Linked DNA regions of Mus musculus: regions 2, 3, 4, 5, 6 and 7 are each linked to region 1. A link is a contact called in public Hi-C, HiChIP or PLAC-seq and promoter capture Hi-C data. All regions are on one chromosome and are shown on one strand. The core of a region is the stretch at or near the end of the contact, and the rest is flanking DNA. Distances in the headings are between cores, read along the strand shown. Region 1 overlaps Pik3r1 (phosphoinositide-3-kinase regulatory subunit 1). Region 2 holds the start of Cd180 (CD180 antigen). Region 3 has its middle 4.4 kb from the start of Gm41046. Region 4 holds the start of Ccnb1 (cyclin B1). Region 5 has its middle 7.8 kb from the start of Gm41040. Region 6 has its middle 21 kb from the start of Gm46397. Region 7 has its middle 37 kb from the start of Gm36703.

Region 1 (2,730 bases), core at 79-2,578:
GATTTGTTCCCCCACCCTTTTCTCAGAGTCCTATAGTGCTGTGCATGCATTGCTCAGAATTCCAAAACCATCAAAGGAGGTTACTTTGACAGATGACTCAGAAGTAGGGAAGAGTGAGGACTGGAAAGAGAAGCCCTCCTAGAGCCTTAACCTCTTTGCGGGGGGGGGGGGGGGGGGGGAGGGGGGGAGGGTAAGCACTCACACCAGCCTCCCAGTCTATCCCAAAGGAGACAAGGAGGCTGCTGTGTCGGCTCCCGGAAGTGGCCTCAATGTGTAGCGGCCTGAATGTGTACCATAGTTTCCACTATCCCCTTTCCTCCCTCACTAACTGGCTTCATGCTATTCGCAGTTCCACGGTCTTCCTTCCCCACCAGATCTGAACACACAGAGGCTCCTGCAGCCATGATCTCTGATTTGTAGCTGCCCCAGGCTTTGAGATTCACGTTAAGGCCACATGGCCCGTTGTCTTCTGCGAGGTCCATGTTCAGAGGTCACCGGAGCTCTTCAGTCTTTTTTATTCTAGCAGAGTGAAAATGAATACTTAATTTGCAAAGCCTGCTTTAAGCCCCACACCTTAGGTTCAGAAGGATAGGTCATTGTAACCAGACGATGTGTCAGTGACTCCTACCACCCTCTCACTTTCTAATGTTTTGCACACACATTTGAAGGAACCTGTGCTTGCTGATGCCAGCCATCCCTAACACGTGATTGACAGGGTTTCGGTAGCATGGCAGCAGAGAACACTTTTTGGATATTTTCTTTAGTTACATTTCAAATGTTTTCCCCTTTCCAGGTCTCCCCTTTGGAAACCCCCCTATCCCATTCCCCCTTCTCCTGTCTCTATGAGGGTGCGCCCCCCCCAACTCTCGACCTCCCGCCCTGGCTTCCCTTACACTGGGGCATTGAACACCCTCAGGCCCAAGGGCTGCTCCTCCCACTGATGTCCAACAAGGCCATCCTCTGCCACATATGCAGCCAGAGCTATGGGTCCCTCCATGTGTATTCTTTGGTAGTTGGTCCAGTCACCAGGAGCTCCGGGGTGACTGGCCTGTTGACACTGTTGCTCCCTATACGGGGCGGCAAACCCCCTCAGCTCCTTCAGTCCCTTCTCCAACTCCTCCATCAGGGAGGGGACCCCCCACGCTCAGTCCAATCAACCATTGGCTGCTAAATCCACCTGAAAGGTGTAAATTTAATACTTTCCTATTTAGCTATGTTTCCAACTCCCCCCTAGAGTTTAAGAACTAGAAGCAGTTTAATATGGCTGGTCTTATTAATCCTATTAATCTTTGACAATTTCTCTCAGCTGCACCGCGAGGATCCCGAGATACTGGATATTTAGTTCAAAGTTCCCTGACTCTCACTGCCCATAGAGAAACCAGGAACAGCTCAAGCATGTTCCTCCTCTTTTGGATCCCCCTCCCCCCCTTTTCTTTTCTAGATATAGTGACAGTTGTGCCTAGAAGAGGATCTAGTCATACAAAACATAAAACTCACAGAGAGGCCACGGCTGGCTTTTAACCCCTCTCTGGTTTTCCTAAGTGGCTTCAATGAGCATGTCTTTACAAGGCTGTTGCAAAAGCGACCAGCAGGCGGAGCCCTAACGCAGTCTTACAATGATTTCTTTTCACTTCTCCCCTTGAACGAAGTTGCCCAAGCGCTATTGGAGCCAATTGAAAACATCTGTTGTTTTATTTATAGCTACAATTTCTAAGAAGCATATTCTATAGCGGTTGAAAAAGGAGTTGACAGCTCATAATTCATAAAGTTACTGGGGCTAATCTGATAGAACAAAATGTACAAAACTCCTTCCCATGGTGCAGGCGCTATCACTTCCTGTTCAACCCTACAAAGAAGTAGTGGCTAAGCGGGGCGGAAGGGGAACACAGAAAGGGTCCTCTGTGAGATGCTAATGGCAGAAGAGAGCACCCCACAGCGAGGGCAGTGCCTTCCCCTCTGCCAGGCTGAGTCACTGGTTCTTTTTCATTAACAACATCCCAGGTATTTCCATTTATAGAAAATCAGCATTTTCCCACCAATCCCACTTTGCAGCCAGGAAGTTTCAGCTGCGTCCTGTCTGCAGGAGTAGGAGCTAAGGTGTTGATTAAAAAGCCTGACTGGTTGCCACCCAGATGGGCGGCAGGCTTATTTTACAACTTTTCATTCAGCAGGTTGCTCCTTTATATTGAGTTGCCTACTTCACGCTCCCCCCCCCGCCCCCCAGACCTTTAAGCAATTATTACGACACAAGCACTCCTCAAATGTCATCTCCCTGTTTGTTAGCTTATTCTGAGAATCTTTGGCGGAACAAGGTCAGATGCAATCAATATATACTTAATATTTTGCGACAGTTCTATCTACAGTGCTTCCTGGTATTGCAGTTAAGGGAAAAAAAAAGTTAGCCTGACATAAATGAGTTGCCATAGCTTAGTACTAGTTCCAACTGGCGGTGCTTGTAAGAGACTGTACTGAGACAGTCCATCTTGCTTCAGTGGGCCCATTTAACGTTCTTAAAGCCAAGGTCACTTCTTTAGTGAAGAGGTGGGTAAGTTTGTGTTCATTTATTTGATGAATGTGGTGTCTTTTGATAGAGGAAAATGTGTTCGCCCACCAGAATTAATTGCCCGCGCGGAACAGTAGTAGTAAAGACATATTGCTTGACTTCTTTCAAACCATGACCCTTCACACCATTAAGGCTGTGTTTACCTTTATCTCAAGATCATTTGCCTT
Region 2 (2,730 bases), core at 78-2,577, 970 kb before region 1:
AACTGGAGAGAAGGCCTTTCAAGATATGATTACAGTAAAATGAGGAATGCTGGGTAGGTCCTGAGCCAGCATGACTAATGTCCCAATAAGAGAAAATGAGACACACTTAAGCATGGGGAGAGACACAAGAGGACAACCAACGATAAGCCAAGGGAAAGTCCTCAGAGGAAAACAACCTTGCTGTTACCTCCATCCTGGATCTCCAGCCTCCAGAAACGACAAACAATACATTCCTACTGTGTAAAATCCCTCACTCTGAAGCTCTGCTTCTGGAAACCCAAAGAAACTAATATAACATCCCTGCCTTGGATTTCCCTGGTATCCTATTTCTGCTCAGTCTGGGAGCATCCCGAGTCTACCCAAATCCAAGGCTAACAAGCTTCTGTTTATTTCTGCTCCAGACTTTATTCCAGTCCTGGCTTTGGGTTCAATTTATACCCTTGACTTCTAGCTATCCCTGGCCTACATTCTCCTTTTGGTCTCCAAGTAGGAAAGCGGCTAACCGAGCCATCAAGGCTCACAGTCTTTTCTGTCTTCGCCATTTGTCAAGCAGGCCCACGTGGACTGGCTACTGGCCAGGGTCAAGGACAGTGGTAGGGAGGTTTAAGATGGCAAAAGATCGAGGCCATTCTCTCTCTCTCCATTCTCTTCATGGTTTCCCATGCATTGATAAATATTGTTACAGTTTAAACCAGAAGGTTTGAGTTGCCTCGGGTCTCAGATTTACTCTGGTTGGTTAGTCCTACAGATGGAAGGGTTTGTCTAATTGGAGGAGAAGATCAATCTGTATTCACAATGATCCTTATAAATTTTCTGAATCTTGGCATGAGCCTGTCTTTACTAGCCCTTCTCAAGACAGCTAAGAAACCAAAGGGTTCTGTGGGGAGTGACCATGTCCTAGGACAGTGGACAAACAGCTTTAGGCATCAGGATTGAGGGGATCTGCTCTTTGCACCAAACCCCTGATGATATCTCCCGTTGTCCTTTTCAGGACAGTAGAGACTGCGAGCCAAAGCTCAGATGAATCTGTATACGATATCTCAAGTTTTTCAGCAAGTGTCAGCAGCTGGGTAGAGACAAATAGTTTGGACTCACCTCAATGCACTTCTGATCTGAGGATGTGGTGGCTCGGCAACTGGCCAAGAAGAGGGCCACTAAAAAGAAGCAGCTGATGTCCGGAGCCATCCCAGGTCCAGAGCAAGCCCAGCTGCGTAGGATTATCTAATGCTCAGAGCCAAGCAATCTAATCACACTCTAATAGCCCTGGCAATTTGGCAGGCAATGAAGTGCTCAGAAGGTCGATCTTAGAACCGAAATGCTGGGAGCTGCTCAGCATTTGTGGATCTGTCATGCAAAAGGAAAAAAAAAAAAAAAAAAAAAAAAGGGGAAGTTCTTTTTGCATACCAACCATCTTGGCCAAAAATAACTAAGAGCCCTACCCCATGATGGCCTACTGCATTTCCTGTCAAACACACGGATGAGTTGTGCAGCTCTCTAGAATCTCACTACGATGCTTCCCACTGCGTTGAAGCCAGTTTCAAGGGGTTTGGGCCACTTAGCCAATTTCTAGTCTCTATCCTTGTGAGAGTCTGTGGATGTAGGAATTTGCTGCACTCACAATGGACACCACTTCTTCTAGCTGTCCCTGTGAGTGGTTAGGAGAAGGGTAGAGCAGGGCAGAGTGCTTTCCTGCAGCAAACCTGAGGGCTTTGACACTGGGGACTGGGGCAGAAGGAGATAGGCCCAACGGTCCTGCTAGCTGAGTGAACCTCATCTGCTTCCTGGACCACTGCTGTTCTTTCTGTGGACAGATTACTTTCTCTCTCACCCTAGTGACTTAGGACTGTTAAAATGGCTCAGGTGAAAGCCCCTTGTCTGGTTTCACAAAAGGCTCAAAGTTAAACAAGACAGCTGGAGCAGAAATAAGTATATCAGCTTGGGGTCCCTTTTGCCTTAGAAATAGCTTTGACATTGAATAAGTCAGTTGTTAGAGTGATTTCTTAGCATGCATTAAACTTCCAAGTTTGATCCCCAGCATCCCATACAACAAACAGTCATGGGCATACCCACCAGAAATTCAGCATTCCGGAGATAGAGGCAGGAAGATAGGTCACTCAAGGTCAGAGGGAGTTTGAGGCCAGCCCAGGTTACAGGAAATCCTTTCTAGGGGGTGAGGGGAGAAAAAAGCAATAGGGGCAGTAATTATTTGGAAGATCAAGGAGTGGCAGGGAGAGAAAAAGATCAAGCATTTACCCAGTGAACTTAGCTACCACAGGTCTTTTCTGACCTTGAACCGGTTGATATATGGGGGATAGCTGGTGTTGCCTTCTAAAACAATTGAATAGACTTGAATAGTAGACAGGACAAGGGATGTTCACTCCTCTCTTTCAGCAGAGGCTGAACAGGGGCAGGAAAAGCTTCTCCTTTGGGCTTCGTTAGGGATGTTCTCAGTAACGAGGCGTTCCATAAAATGCCATCCTCACCAACAAGCATACCTCTGAAGATGCTATTTGCAAAACATGATCTAAGCCAATAAAGGTGCATGGCAGGGCACTTTACCTCACAGAAGGCACCCCTCACAGTGAGGAACCAAAGGGGCTAAGCCTCAGGTCCACTGCTGGCCATCTGAGTGACCTCCAAAAAAGACACCACAGTTCCCTGGATGTAGTTTCTTGTCTGTAAGACTGGGGCTGTTGTGCTTATATCACATGGTAGTTATGAGGATCAAAA
Region 3 (2,730 bases), core at 151-2,650, 950 kb before region 1:
CAGTCTCCAACTTCTAAGGGTCTTGGATCTTATCAGTAACTGCAAATACAATCTCCTTCCCCAACTATTTTAACAGTTCTCTTATGTCAGTTGTATTGTTTGTGAAAGACCCAGCTCTGTATGCTGAACCGAGAGCCGCAGGAAGCCAGGGCCATCAGTGGTTGAATACCCTTGTCTTCAAGGTCCTAGGACAGTGCCTGGTACAGTGTGGAGGGGTTCAATAAATACATTTGACACATGTATCGAAGGACAGATGGCCACCTGACTCCATGTTCTCATAGTGTTTTACAATTTATTAGAGAGAGAGAGACAGAGACAGACAGAGAAAGAAGAGAGAAAAGAAAGAGAGAGAGAGAGAGAGAGAGAGAGAGAGAGAGAGAGAGAGAGAGAAGGAGAGAGAGAATGAGCATACGAAATGCACAATAACTGCACCATATCTACATACACATTCTTATATGTGCACCAGGATATTTCATTCAGCAATGAACTGTGTATGGAACAATGGGCCAAGTTATTTACTTTCTAGCTCATGGCAAACTCTCCCAAGGATCCATTTATTAGAGGTGCCTCTGTTCTTAACTGATAGCATGTCATTTCTGACATTAGAACATGGAATGTGATCTGACAAATCAGGGCACCTGGAAGGGGGATTGTCTACACTTGCAGTTCTGGGGAGGGCGGAGTCTCCTAGGTGGACAGTTGAGGAAAGGCCTCAAGGAGCTGAGTGGGTGAGTAGTGACCTTTGTGAAAGAGAGCCAGATCCAGGGCAGAATTTCAGGAAAACCCTGAGGTAGGGTTGGCATTGATCAAGAGGAAGATGGGCCTGACTGGAGAGTATGAGGAAAGTGGGGAACAGGGGAAGGCAGAGACTGGGCAGTCACCAGGATGAATATAAATACCTCAGGTGATGGAGGGCCTCAGTGGCCCCTTCTCTGAGATAGAAGGGAGAGTTGCTGAAGGGTTTCTAGGAAGGAGAAGAGGGATGCCACCTGACTTAGGTTTTAAAGGTCTGCCTCATGAGCAGTGGAGCACCCAGCAATGGAGGTCGAAGAGAATGGTGGCCTGCCTGGAGATGTGGGCAGTGGGGATGGCTGGGAAGGGCCAGACACTGTTTGCAGCTTGAAATCAGGAGCAATGGGGCTTCTTATGTATTAGATAAGAGGGAGGAAGGAGGGAGAGAGGAAGGGAGAGGGAGAGGGAGGGAGGGAGAGAGGGAGTCCAACAACAAGAGATCTCACCACTATCTCTGAGGTTCTTGGTGTAAGCAACTGGAAACCAGACTAAATTAAGCGTTTCGTCTGGAACTCCTGGTCCTAATGTCTTAATTCCCTAAAGCCACTGGAACAGCGCAGACCTTTACAACAGCTGTGTCACCCTGCCATGCATCCTTCCCTGGGGAGTGTCTGATCCCTTCCCTAAACACTTGCCCAGCTGTGGGCCTCTTCTACATCTGTGTGCAGTGGCCTTAGACCAATCCTTGTTTGGAACAAGGCCAGGTCTGCAGCCAGCCCCAGTTTTTCCACACATAGAAGCGAGCAGGTGGCCCTGGTCTTAGTCTTCGCACGGTGTTTGGTGTCATTCTGTCAATCTCTTTTCGTTGTCATGCAGAGTTCACAGGGGTTGGTTACATCCCAAGGTCAAGTCTTCTTGACCTGGCGTTGGAGCAGTCAAGGGCAATCAGCAGCTCAGCACTGGTGGGGGTCTTGGTAGCCCGACTGAGGGCTGATTAACAGTAAAGGTAGAGTGCCTTTAAGTGTGAGGGAGGTGTCATCTCTTGCCTCAGGTGGGCTTTCACTCAGGAAGTAGAGTGACAGTCATTCACGGTCCCACAGCACTTTGATAAAGTCAGTGGTCAGGCAGGGCAGAACCAAAAACATCCCCAGGTCTCAGCCATCAACTACCTGGCCCATTTTTGTCTCTTGTTTTCATCAGTACTTTAGATACTCACACCCCAAATGACTCAAATTCCTCCTGGATTCAAGTTTTCTCCTTGTCAGGACCTTTGAGCAAAACAGGCTCAGGGACAATACAGAGCCGTGAAGGGGTGGCAGCTGTCGCAGTACAGGCTTGCCCCCTGCGCCCTGTGTCCGTGTAGTTATGTGGGTCACATGTATCGGGTGCTGTAGGGCTTTGGAGACTCGGTGGCAAAAACAGTTGTCTGCAGTAGTTGGCTTTGTTTTGACCTAGTCCCTGCCCCACAGAAGCCTCTCAGTGGGGCACAGCACAGGGTCAGGCATCTCTTGTTTCCTCCCTGATAGCATTGGGAGGGCTACCATTTGGCATCTCTCCCAACCTTTGGTTAGAAGTGCGTGCACATACCCACGAACACTCAAACGATGCCTATTTAAAACAAAGAGCTCTGGCAGGGAGAGGGGGGAGTGGTGAATTTAAATGGACTCCGCTATTTGTTCTGGAACGACTCCTGTTTATTTAAGTTACCAAACGGAGCAGTCACAAGTTCTGTCAAATTCCTCAGACACCCAAATAGCTCCACATTTCAAAACCTTTGCCCTTCCCCACATCCTACCCCGAGGCTGTGTTGGTTGCTGAGTCTGACAGGTGCATTGTGGGTCAGGTGGCCTGGGCAAGTGGAAGGCCTCTGTCATGTTTCTACACCAAGAAACGAGAAGGCATCTCTGGGGAACTGAACATTGTGTGGACAGAGAATGTTCCTCACGGCACCAGGCAAAATGGTCTGCACCAACAAACTGCTTGTGGCCCCCTCTTGAG
Region 4 (2,730 bases), core at 149-2,648, 930 kb after region 1:
TCAGTGGGCCCGTACTGAGGCTTCCACTCCTCACCCCAGGTACCAGCCATATGACGGGTCTACCATAGAACAGCTTACTTGGGGGCATGGGAAAGGAAGGTGAGAAGTGAATAGAGACAGAGAAAGAGAAGGGACGAGAAGGGGGGGTGGGAGAGAGAAAGAGAGAGAGGAGAAAAGATGGGGGGAGGGAGAAGGAGAAAAAGAAGAAAAGAAGCTGGCCAGGAACCTGTGAAGAGAGGGAGAAGGGAGAGAGGGAGAAAAGGGACAGAGAGAGAAAAGAGGGCAGAGTCAGAGAGAGAGGGAGAGGCCAAACAGTCCTTTTTATAGCAAGCCAGGCCTACCTGGCTGTTGCTAGGTAACTGTTGGGCGGAGCATAGAAGGAATGCCAACAACCTGTGCTACAAGAGATCCTGGTCAATAAATAAATCCGCGTTAGTGTTACTGAAAATTAATGTGGAAAATTTCACTGAAGTTAATAAGCCTTAATAAGGAGTTTGACATAGAAAGATAGAGAGTTGCAATAGAGATCTTTGTTAAATAAGATTTTACAAAACTATATTTTTGGAGTAATCTTAAACTTAGAGCAAAATTAAGCATAAGGCACATTTTCTTTTATCACTGGGGCAGTCGCTATTGGGGAGCTTGGTATGTTAATCTATTTGCTTATAATAACCATTTACAGCTGGGCGGTGGTGGCACACGCCTTTAATCCCAGCACTTGGGAGGCAGAGGCAGGTGGATTTCTGAGTTCGAGGCCAGCCTGGTATACAGAGTGAGTTTCAGGACAGCCAGGCCTATACAGAGAAACCCTGTCTCGAAAAAACAAAAAGCAAAAACAAAACAAAAAACATTTACTATGTGTATGTGTGCTAAAACTTCATGCTATCAACCTCAAAATCCATCCCAGATAGCTGTTGGAACAGTCATATTAAAGACCGTCTCTGCAACAAAGCTTTCGGGAACTCTTAAGATAGTATTGGCACTTCTATAGAAGAGGATGAGAAACAATAAATAGGACAACAGCAAAACTGATATGCGTACTCCCCACAGTCATTTTCCTAAAGTCCAACGGAGTCGCCTGGGCTAGCTTGGACAGCACACAAGTGAGCACTGCACGCCATGCCTACCTAAGGCAGGTGGCAGCAATGCGACTTGTGCGCAGGCATAGAGCCTGACCTCGCGAGGGGTGGGCGGTGCTGCCAGCGGCAGCCTCGCTCTGGCCCCGCCCCCGCCCCACCCCCGCCGAACTTGGGATCGCGGGATCGCCCAGGAAACGCATTCTACGGGAACCCGCGGCGCCAATGGGAAGAGAGCGAGTGCCACGAACTGGCCAATGAGGAGCGAGCGGCCCGGGGTTTAAACCTAAGCCCGGCAGACTCCTCCCGGCGTGCTGCGGAGGAACGGCTGTTAGTGTTTAGCTGTGGATAGCCAGAGGTTAGGGTGTCTTCTCGAATCGGGGAACCTCTGATTTTGGAGGAGCCATGGCGCTCAGGGTCACTAGGGTGAGTCGGGCCAGGCGCTGCGGTGATCGCGGCGGGAGAAGACCGCGGGATCCCGGAGCGGGAGGGGGATCCGGGAGGGCTCCGGCGAGGCCGGGGAGCTGAGGACCCACCTTATGGAGGGTGAAAAAGACCTCTGGACCTATCTGGGCTGCAGGACTTGTGGGGAGTGGGTGCTGTGCTCTTAATGGTGAAGGCCCAGGGTGAATTCTTCGCCTTCCCGGAGAGCTGTCTACGACGGAGGCTTTTATGGCATCCTTTCCGATGTAAATTCACCATGTTTAGGGTGGCTTAGGACTTAAGGGGAAACTGGATTAAAGGTGAAAGATTTGGGTGGAAACTTGCTTGTCACGGCTGGAGGCTAGATCCTACCACCCTTGCTTTCCTTAGTTAGGTCCCGCCTTAATTAACCCGTGACTTCCTCGGGGCTGCCTGCTTGCTGCCGTGGACCCTTTTCAAGTTGTTCTTTTACTTCTTTCAGAACACGAAAATTAACGCAGAAAATAAGGCCAAGGTCAGTATGGCAGGCGCCAAGCGTGTGCCTGTGACAGTTACTGCTGCTTCCAAGCCCGGGCTGAGACCGAGAACTGCTCTTGGAGACATTGGTAATAAAGTCAGCGAAGAGCTACAGGCAAGAGTGCCTCTGAAAAGGGTAACTATCGCCCTGAAAAGGGTACCGATCTCCCTAGCCCAATTAACCTGAAAAGGCCCATCTTCTAGCTGTCACCCTTGGGAAAACATTCTGTTCTCTCCCTTTCATCCACAGGAAGCAAAAACGCTAGGTACTGGAAAAGGTACTGTTAAAGCCCTACCAAAACCTGTAGAGAAGGTGCCTGTGTGTGAACCAGAGGTGGAACTTGCTGAGCCTGAGCCTGAACCTGAACTTGAACATGTTAGAGAAGAGAAGCTTTCTCCTGAACCTATTTTGGTAAACTTGCATTTTTTAAAAGTTTGTTTCTTCTCTCTGACTTCATTTCACGTTGATGCACATGACAGCATTTAAATATATTACTTATTATTGAGTGGCTAGCAAAAACATTTTACATGCATTAACGACTCTGGGGTGAGTATTAGCACCCTGCGTCAAATGGTGGCAGATAAATATGGTGGGGCTTTTTGTTTTATGTAGACACCAGAGTCTCACTCACTATGTACTCCTGGCTGGCCTGGGACACGGATGTGGGCATAAATCATTTTCTTTTCTGTGTCTCTGTAGCTCATGCTGTCCTTG
Region 5 (2,730 bases), core at 95-2,594, 850 kb after region 1:
AAGAGCAGGTTTGCTTTGTAATAAGCAACAGCTCATTATACTTCTATAGTCTCTTCTCCTCTGTCTGCCTTCTCCCTCCTTCTCACAACTTCATAATCCAGGCTTTGAAATTTGATTCTTTGATGTAATCTAGCTGTAGTATTTATTCCTCCCAGCCATTACCTGTGCCTCCGCAGAAATTCACATATTGTGTCTCTGGACACTGGGAGGCAGGGAGCAAGCCTTGACTGTTGGCACATGCCTGTAATCCCAGCTACCTGGGCAGCTAAATAAGAACAATAGCAACTTCAAGACCTGCCTGAACCATAAAGTGAGTGCAATGCCTGCCTGGGCAATTTAATCAGACTTTGTCTCAAAATAAAAAATAAAGAGCGGGTTGGACTCTATCTCAGTCGTAGAGCCCTAGCCTCCACACCTGGTACTGCAGGGAAGAGAGGGGGAGGGGGAGGGGGAAGGAGAGAGGGAAGAAAGTTGGAGACCCATGTTTGATTGAATGTGGAAAGCTAGTCATGGTTGGCACATGCCTCTAACCCCAGCCAGCAGTGGAAGGCTGAGACAGGACCATGAGTTCAAGATTAATCTGGGCTTTGTAATAAGACCCTGTATCAAAAATAGATAGATTGATAGATAGATAGAAGAAAGGCTGAGCATGTTGGTACACACCTGCAATCCCAACATTTGAGCAAGTTCACAGAGGATCAGGAGTTCAAAGCCATCCTTGGCTACATACAGAAGCCAGCCTGACCTATGAGAGAGAGGGGAGAGAGAGAGAGAGAGAGAGAGAGAGAGAGAGAGAGAGAGAGAGAGAGAGAACAAAGCCATTTTCAGGATAATGACAGTCTTTTCTTAGTATCCAGAGAAAACCCAGCACAGCATTTCCCAGGTCACCCTGAGGCACGTGGAAATACAGTGAGTGGGTTTAACTGATAAAAAGCATCTTTATTTGTTGGCATTTAAGTGTGCCCTTTAAAGACGGAAATCAATTACAACGTGCCTAATTATAGTCTGCTGGCCTACGAGTGTACCAGTAGCAATCCTGTTATTAGGAGTAAGATCTGCATCGTTCCTGCTAGTCCAAAATGATGGCAAATTATGATATGGTAATTAGATCAAGACCTCACTTGAGAAAAATACATTGCAAACTGGATCTTTTCAAAGCTCTCCTCTTCTCAAATTAAATCTTACTGTCCATTTTTTATTTCATCTCACCTTGCCAGCGTGATGTCCTTGTAATTCATTCTCTTGGCCCGGGTGGATTTTGTGCTACTCAGGACAGCAGATGCAACAGCAAAGAGATGACATCATCCTTTAGCAAAAACGGCACCATTATTCCAGAACCGTGTGTACGCTCATTCATCTGTCTCTGCTGACATTACTCTGCAGGAAGGTTTTCCAGGGCAGATGTGTGCTCCCTTGGCAACACAAATGCTGGGGAGTGCACATCCATTTCCAAATCCCGAGAGGAAGAGTTTTGTAAATCTATTTTATAAATGTGGTGTGAATAATGGAGAGACATCCCATGTCCTCAAGCCAGTTCTGATTTAAAAAAAACCTTCGAGGGTCCGAGGTTAAAGCAAACCCTCCCCCAGATTTTATTCACATTATAAAAACATTTTCCTCCTTTAAAAGCATACTTTGACTCCCAGTAGTATGCAAATTGAAGCAGTCTCTATTGCAAGCATATATGGATAAGTTAGGAAGTAGCTTTGTGCTATGATCATTTGATAAGAAACGAGAGCAAGAATTACTAAGGGATCATTATACAGGGTTCCATCCAAGTATGGAAAAACAGCTTCAAAATCGAATGCAGGCATCGGAGGCACAGGAAAGGACCTTCTGAAAAGGAAGGCAAGTACTCAGAGAAATGACACACAACAGAAACAGCAACCCAGGAAACAAGACTGAGGAGAAGCCCCAGGAAGAATCAGGCCCACTTGTGTGACACTGCTCACCTTGCCTCTCTCCTAGTCAGGGTAATCATCTGTGTGGTGAGACACAGTGACCAAAGCGACTTGAGGAGGAAAGGGTTCATTCGGCACACATCCATCACTGAAGGAAGTCAGGACAGGACCTCAAGCAGGACTGGAACCTGGAGGCAGGAGCCGTGGAGGGATGCTGCTTACTGGCTTGCTCCCCATGGTTTGCTCAGCCTGCTTTCTGATAGAACCCAAGACTACCTATCCAGGAATGGCCCAAACCACAATGGGCTGGGCTCTCCCCTGTCAATCACTAATTGAGAAAATGTCTGACAGGCTTGTCTACAGCCCAGTCTTATGGAGGCATTTTTCTCAATTGAGGCTCCCTCCTCTCTGATGACTTCAGGTCTGTCAAGTTGACACAAAACCAGCCCAGTACATTCTCCTCTTTCTTGCCTCCCTGGTTCTTTGGAGAGGTGAAATAATGTTTTAAAATACATTGAGCTGAGGGGATAGCTCAGTGAGACACAAGGATCTAAGTTCAATCCCCAGAACCTCCATTTTAAGAGCCTTGTGCAGCGATGCACACTTGTATTCCCTGTGCTGTTAAGGTGGAGATAGGCGGATCCCTGGGGCTCCCTGGCCAGCCAACCTAGTATACTTGCTGAGTTCCAGGTGGGTGAGAGATCCAATCTCACAAAAAGAAAAAGCAAAAAGCAAAGAAAAAGAAAAGTACACTGTTCCATGCATGTGCACACACTTGGGAACACACAGAGAATATGTTTTTAAGATTTTCAGTTCATGCATATATTTT
Region 6 (2,730 bases), core at 147-2,646, 650 kb before region 1:
CACCTGGCAAGAAGGAACGATATCAGGAAGGACCCATCTATGGAGGAGCACAGATGTACATTTTTTTAAAAATAAAAGACAAGCAGCAAAGTGAGTATTTATCCCAGGGTTAAAACATAGAAATGGAATATGTGACGACTGATAACAAAAGGCAGAGGGAGGGAGCAAACTTTTAAAGATATCAAGTTTTGAGTTGTTTTCACTTACAGAGTAAGCATTAAAAACAATATAAAAATATAGCTAAAAAGCTAGCAAGGGAAATGTAATCGATAATAAAAGTGTGTGCTTAATTCAAATGAATAAGGAACAGAAGAATAAAAGATGAAAGAAAAGATTATGAAAGAGAAAATGAAAGGCAAGTTGGTTAAAGTGGTCTCGGTTGTAACACTAATCACATTTGAGGTATTTAGAATAAACACTCAAAGGAGTATGGCAGTGGATCACAACACACACACACACACACACATAAGGCAGAATAGAACACGTTCACTATGTAAATAAGTTAATGGGGCTGGAAAGAGAGCTCGATGTTTAAGAGTACTTGCTGTTCTAGAAGACCTGAGTTGAGTTCCAGTATGCACATTAGGTAGGTCACAGTCACCATAACTCTATTTTCATTGGATCCATCACCCTCTTCAGTGCAACTATCAAGGTATCCAGATTCACAATATTTCTCTACTACCTCTAGATTTCCAGAGAGAGTCAACATAGTTTCACTCTCCCCCTCCCGCTCCCCTTCCCCCTTCCCCTCCCTCCCTCTCTCTCTCTCTCTCTCCCTCTCTCTCTCTCTCTCTCCCTCCCTCTCTCTCTCTCTCTCTCTCTCTCTCTAGCAGATACCTCCAAAGTTTTCACAATTGGTGGTTGAATCTTTCCCTTTGGTAACATCTACCATGTAAGGCTGGAAGCTTCATTCTTGAAGCCCTTGCCAGCTAGTTGTGTTGGTACCACGGTCAAAGGATACATGCCAGTTTGGGATCATTGACAGCTGAACTAGACACCTTAAGCTTAGCTCTGGTAATTGACAAGGAACACAGGAGTGGAATTTGGTTTCATGAGCCGCAGTCCTGCCTGTAATGTGAGAAACCAGATCTGTGCACAATGCCCCTGGTGACTCATCCCTTTGTACTATGCTGGTTGGATCTTGTTTTACTTACAATCACTTTGAGCTTTCCTGCTAGAGTCTATTTTGTCCAATTGAACCATATGATATGTCTAAGGATCTCTTATCCAAACTCCGTGGCCTCTCTTCATTGAAGCAAGAAACATTTTACATTTCAATAACTTCCCCACTGGTAAAACACAAGCTTTCCGAAGAGCCAATGTCCATAGAGTGCAGAGTCACACTGTTCTGTGGTCTATGCAGGCTTTACTGAGCCTATTCAGGGGATGAATAGAAGCTAGGCAGTATTGTTCTGGCCTTGGCACCAACCCTCCCTATAATGTGATAATCACAGCAGGCTGGTGCTGAGGTGGAGACCAGCATGCAACCCTCAGCAATCAACTTCTGACCTCCTGGCTTTTCCCTCACTCCTTGAAATTATTTTGTTTAAAATGCTAGAAGCTCTGTTATAAATTGTTCTTCAGTTAAGGGGTTTGGCTCCTCTGTGGGTCACTGTGGTTTAAAAAGAAAAAAAAATGGGGGGGGGGGCGGGTGGGGAGTAAGAACTTCTTAATTTAGCTAAGCCATAAAATCTAACCAAGGTAAGGAGGAAGTTGGCCAGGAAAAGGGTTGGAAACAAAGGGAGAGGAGCCATTTTCTTTGTGCTGTTTAAGACTGTGGAACCCATCACTTGCTGCTAAGATAATTTCTAGAAACTTCCCTATGCCTTCTCCCCTCTGGAGAGCAGGACATTAAGGACATGCCTTTGGCAACAGTTAACATCATATTCTTTGGAATCTTAGAGTGGATAGAAAGATTTCCCATGGTTTTATGACATGCACGCCAAATGTCCAGAAAGAGCCAGAAAACAGAATCCTTAGACAGATGATTTCCTGAGCTCCATGGAGGTGCAATTGATAAGCAGCACACAGGCAAATGACTTGGTTTCAATGGTGTCCAGCAGGGATTGTCAGGCTCTCGGCTCCGCTCAGCTTTCCAACAAGAATTTTGTTTTCTGAGAAACCACCAAATTGATTTCCAAAGTAGTTGCACCAGTTTTTACTCTCACCAGCAGTGGGGAAGTGTTCCCCTTGCTCCACATCCTCGATAGCATGTGCTGTCACTTGAATTTTTGATCTTAGCCATTCTGACTGGTATAAAATGGAATCTCAGAGTCATTTTGATTTGCATTTCCCCAAAGACTAAGGACCTTCAACATTTCTTTAAGTTTTTCTTGGCCATTTGATATTCCTCTGTTGAGAATTCTGTTTAGCTCTCTACCTTATTTTTGAATTGGGTTATTTGGGTTGTTGGTATCTAACTTCTTGAGTTCTTTATAAATTTTGGATATAGCCATTTGTAAGATGTAGGGTTGGTGAAGATCCTTTCCCAATCTGTAGGCTGCATTTTGCCTTATTGACATTGTCCTTTGCCTGACAGAAACTTTTCAGTTTCACGAGGTCTCATTTATTCTCAGAAAACTTGGAATAGTTCTACCACAAGGCCTAGCTATACCACTCCTGGGCATATATTCAAAAGATGAACTATGCTCCTAGCAGATTTATTTGTGGTAGACAGAAACTGGGAACAATGCAGTTGCCCCTCAACTGAAGAATGAATAAAGAAAATGT
Region 7 (2,730 bases), core at 127-2,626, 590 kb before region 1:
GTGAGAGACAATGACTATATTTAGAAGGTTGTCATATGTGAGAGGATTTATTCTTGCTCTATATAGATTAGTAGACTGCCCAAGGACACAGGGATACACCTAATTTGAAAGGTTTTAACTTAGGAGAACAATTTCAAAGTTGTGATTTCTCTCTCTTTAGAAGCGAGCAAGCATTGACTTGATGATTATGGATTTGGGATAGTATTGGGAACTGATAGCCTTTCTGGGCTGAGTAAGGGATTCTGCTATGCAGTCTACATTATCCCTTCCTGGTTCCAAGTTCTTAGATTGACAGCTATCTGAGGTACTTGTGAAAGTGACTGGTGTGCTAACATGGATGCAGGAAAGATAACTGTAAATGTAAAACTAGAAATGCTCCTTCAGGGTAAAGATTTATGAAAAAAGGGAGAAGCCATCACTTAGGTGATATCATGTTAAGAGATTCTACCTAGAAATAAGAAATGTTAAGAGACATAAAATGTAAAATTTGTGAATGATTTTATATAAAGGAGAGAAAAAGAATAACAGGGTGAGTTTAAAGCATCAAGGATAATGACATATATTATGGTAGGGCTACTGAGACATGTAAAAAAACTGCATGGGAACAGGCTTGGGTATAAGCATCAGTTGGCTTTAGAGGAGGTTGATCAGTGATTTTCTAAAAGCAATTGAACTGTGCTAGATTTTAGGAGAGGGTCAAGCTAGAGTAATAGATTGGAAATTAATTGTATTTGTGTAATAAATTTAAAAATAAAAGATTAACTAGAAGGAGTAAAGTAGCAGGATGATAAAACCAATTTTTGAGAACCACAGCAAGAGACATACATTTGAAGGTGAAATTCCTGTCAACAGTGGGAAGTGATGAAAAAATCAGAATGTAATCATGAAAGTTAATGTTGGAGTTTAGATTTAATTCTATATTAGAAAAATTAGAGGAGTATACATATATAGGAAAACTCAGATAAGAAAAGCTAATATTTAGAGGTCTATAAGAAGAATTAGAATAAATAGAATAAACTGAACATTTCAGAGGTTAAAAAACAAGTTGATGGATGGGCATAGAAAATTGTATGACTAGATCCCTAATTTGAGGTAGCAATAAAGGAAAGAGATAATTCTACCCAGTATAAGCCAACTGAGTAAAGAGATGAGGCATGAAAGCAATGAAAAAAGGAAGTTTAAAATGCTCTACTTAAAAACAGATTTTAAGGCAAACAGGAAAGAGAGGCCTGAAGGAAGGCTGCACGTTAGTACAGCAGGGAGATAAATGCTTCCAATACTAGAGCGCAGAGGCAGAGGGAGCACTTACATTGAGGGACTTATCCTCATAAAAATGATATCTCTAAGGTCATAGTTTACATTTGGCCCCTAGAAACAGGAACTTGATGGCTGACGGCTTAAAACCCTAGTGTGCTTCTTATTTACTTAATATGTTATCTGGAGCTTAGAGGAGTCATCATTCATTTGGCAGCACAAAACTGTATTAAGAAAATGAACCAAAAACCACTAGGCTCTGTATTTCTGCTCTGCCATTCCCCCCTCCCCTACCTTGTTTTTGAGAATTTCATATATGCATGCAATGAATTATGGTCATATCTACCCTCACTTTCATTTCTAACACACCGCTCTTTTGTTCCCATGTCAGTGTTTCCTGGTCATGGCTTAGCAGGTTTTTCTGCTGATATTTTATTTTCATGTTGCCTTAGAATCAAGTTTCAGAGCAAAGAGCTTTACTCTGTAGGACATTTTTACTCTCTAAGAAAGCCTTTGGCAGAATGGTGCTCTATAGCCTAGACAATATTCCTTTAATTATCCTAAAATTTCTCATAGAAGACGAACTTAAATGCAAGAATATCAACAAATGAATATCTGACTCAGGTGGGAAGAATCCCGAACTTCCATAGATACAGAGAGCCCTTAAACTGTGGGACTTACAAGGAACGATACCTGGGAGATCCAGGGCTTCCACTCTGTGTCTAAGTAAAGCTGACTGCTTCTGCCCTGGAGCCTGGAGTTGGACAACTCTCTAGTGGATGGCAGAAGCCGGCACCACCAGCCTCCCATTGGGTTCTTTATTATCAATACTTTCACCCCACTATACATGCCATCTCTGCTTGCACTCTTGTGACTTGACTAAGGATTGTTTGTTTCTTTTGAATTCATGTATCCACTCTTGTTCTTTTGGAAAGCATCCGAATCTTTTCCTTTTAGCTTCCTAATGTCCTGAAATTCTAGTGAGTCTTCTATAATTTTATCATTTAAAATTCACTAAACTAATCTTAGGTAAGAACAATCCATTCAGATTTAAAGAAAGTAACCACTGAAAGGTGAGCCCTGGCTAGGTGGGCTCTTTACTTAATTGTTTCACTATCTGTTTCATAGTTATATGCTACTATTTTTTTTAAATCTCTTCCTTTGTCATTTGCTGATTTCATTGTGGTATGCTCATATATTTTCATCTATCCTTGTTGTATCTACTACAGCTTTTATTTGTAAATTGGTACGACAGTTACATAAAACATTTTTTATCACAATATGTCCAAAATCTTCACTGTCTTATTCCCACTTCATAGTTTATGTTATTGATGTAACTGGCTTTTAACACTATTGTAAACATTAACAATTTTTGTGATTACAATTACTCTTAGTACTTTGCATTGTTATAGTGGAGTTAAAAATGACTTATTCATAACCCCAAAGAAGTGCATACTTTGTATTTATTTGCTTATC

Evidence for each region. Promoter capture Hi-C pulls out the DNA fragments that hold promoters and counts their contacts. HiChIP or PLAC-seq counts read pairs in DNA pulled down with a chosen protein or histone mark. A called contact is a pair of places that touch in the nucleus more often than the background predicts.
Region 2: a promoter capture Hi-C map of pre-B cells shows a contact between it and region 1, with 8 times the contacts expected there. The contact joins the promoter of Cd180 here to the enhancer-like site in region 1. A contact is called at or near these places in 15 of 39 promoter capture datasets (the C10 cell line, the HPC-7 cell line, HPC-7-derived erythroid cells and 10 more), 2 of 484 Hi-C or Micro-C datasets (B cells and bone marrow-derived macrophages), 6 of 115 datasets of contacts at active chromatin or transcription factors (the 230-238 cell line, bone marrow-derived dendritic cells, bone marrow-derived macrophages and 3 more) and 1 of 9 other capture datasets (liver).
Region 3: a Hi-C map of bone marrow-derived macrophages shows a contact between it and region 1, with 14 read pairs. The contact joins two enhancer-like sites. A contact is called at or near these places in 3 of 15 datasets of contacts at CTCF or cohesin (large pre-B cells, pro-B cells and stem cell-derived epiblast-like cells), 45 of 484 Hi-C or Micro-C datasets (the AML12 cell line, B cells, CD4 T cells and 28 more) and 22 of 115 datasets of contacts at active chromatin or transcription factors (DN3 thymocytes, the HPC-7 cell line, the NIH/3T3 cell line and 13 more).
Region 4: a contact with region 1 is called in a promoter capture Hi-C map of hematopoietic stem and progenitor cells, with 3 times the contacts expected there. The contact joins the promoter of Ccnb1 here to the enhancer-like site in region 1. A contact is called at or near these places in 7 of 39 promoter capture datasets (the 3T3-L1 cell line, cranial neural crest, hematopoietic stem and progenitor cells and 4 more), 1 of 484 Hi-C or Micro-C datasets (B cells) and 3 of 115 datasets of contacts at active chromatin or transcription factors (embryonic stem cells, microglia and pro-B cells).
Region 5: a contact with region 1 is called in an H3K27ac HiChIP or PLAC-seq map of oligodendrocyte precursor cells, with 11 times the contacts expected there. The contact joins two enhancer-like sites. A contact is called at or near these places in 9 of 484 Hi-C or Micro-C datasets (B cells, the G1E-ER4 cell line, arterial endothelial cells and 6 more), 8 of 115 datasets of contacts at active chromatin or transcription factors (acute myeloid leukemia, embryonic basal ganglia, embryonic forebrain and 5 more) and 1 of 9 other capture datasets (embryonic stem cells).
Region 6: a CTCF HiChIP or PLAC-seq map of the NIH/3T3 cell line shows a contact between it and region 1, with 5 read pairs. The contact joins two enhancer-like sites. A contact is called at or near these places in 1 of 15 datasets of contacts at CTCF or cohesin (the NIH/3T3 cell line), 1 of 115 datasets of contacts at active chromatin or transcription factors (large pre-B cells) and 1 of 9 other capture datasets (adipose tissue).
Region 7: a Hi-C map of the HPC-7 cell line shows a contact between it and region 1, with 2.6 times the contacts expected there. The contact joins two enhancer-like sites. A contact is called at or near these places in 2 of 15 datasets of contacts at CTCF or cohesin (large pre-B cells and pro-B cells), 6 of 484 Hi-C or Micro-C datasets (the HPC-7 cell line, granulosa cells, liver and 3 more) and 4 of 115 datasets of contacts at active chromatin or transcription factors (acute myeloid leukemia, bone marrow-derived macrophages, cardiomyocytes and 1 more).

What each region holds. Positions count from the first base shown.
Region 1 is chr13:101,718,584-101,721,313 of GRCm38.p6, reverse strand. All of the region lies in intron 2 of Pik3r1 (phosphoinositide-3-kinase regulatory subunit 1), which reads left to right. Among named protein-coding and RNA genes, the nearest start is that of Pik3r1, 48 kb to the left of the region's middle. Within about 2 kb of position 1,328, at least 126 of the 459 cell types and tissues checked have an H3K27ac peak or open chromatin away from gene starts, as enhancers often do. A contact at or near this core is called in the 230-238 cell line, the HPC-7 cell line, the NIH/3T3 cell line and 6 more, where this site is marked.
Region 2 is chr13:102,692,155-102,694,884 of GRCm38.p6, reverse strand. Cd180 (CD180 antigen) reads right to left here and starts at 1,327. Exons shown (of 3, transcript NM_008533.2): 1 at 1,096-1,327. The coding sequence starts at 1,185.
Region 3 is chr13:102,669,466-102,672,195 of GRCm38.p6, reverse strand. No RefSeq gene overlaps it. Among named protein-coding and RNA genes, the nearest start is that of Gm41046, 4.4 kb to the right of the region's middle. Within about 2 kb of position 1,400, at least 33 of the 459 cell types and tissues checked have an H3K27ac peak or open chromatin away from gene starts, as enhancers often do. A contact at or near this core is called in bone marrow-derived macrophages, hematopoietic stem and progenitor cells and pre-B cells, where this site is marked.
Region 4 is chr13:100,785,154-100,787,883 of GRCm38.p6, reverse strand. Ccnb1 (cyclin B1) reads left to right here and starts at 1,398. Exons shown (of 9, transcript NM_172301.3): 1 at 1,398-1,502; 2 at 1,981-2,151; 3 at 2,266-2,427. The coding sequence starts at 1,482.
Region 5 is chr13:100,870,240-100,872,969 of GRCm38.p6, reverse strand. No RefSeq gene overlaps it. Among named protein-coding and RNA genes, the nearest start is that of Gm41040, 7.8 kb to the right of the region's middle. Within about 2 kb of position 1,344, at least 40 of the 459 cell types and tissues checked have an H3K27ac peak or open chromatin away from gene starts, as enhancers often do. A contact at or near this core is called in oligodendrocyte precursor cells, where this site is marked.
Region 6 is chr13:102,371,272-102,374,001 of GRCm38.p6, reverse strand. No RefSeq gene overlaps it. Among named protein-coding and RNA genes, the nearest start is that of Gm46397, 21 kb to the right of the region's middle. Within about 2 kb of position 1,396, at least 33 of the 459 cell types and tissues checked have an H3K27ac peak or open chromatin away from gene starts, as enhancers often do. A contact at or near this core is called in the NIH/3T3 cell line, where this site is marked.
Region 7 is chr13:102,310,882-102,313,611 of GRCm38.p6, reverse strand. No RefSeq gene overlaps it. Among named protein-coding and RNA genes, the nearest start is that of Gm36703, 37 kb to the left of the region's middle. Within about 2 kb of position 1,376, at least 5 of the 459 cell types and tissues checked have an H3K27ac peak or open chromatin away from gene starts, as enhancers often do. A contact at or near this core is called in the HPC-7 cell line and pro-B cells, where this site is marked.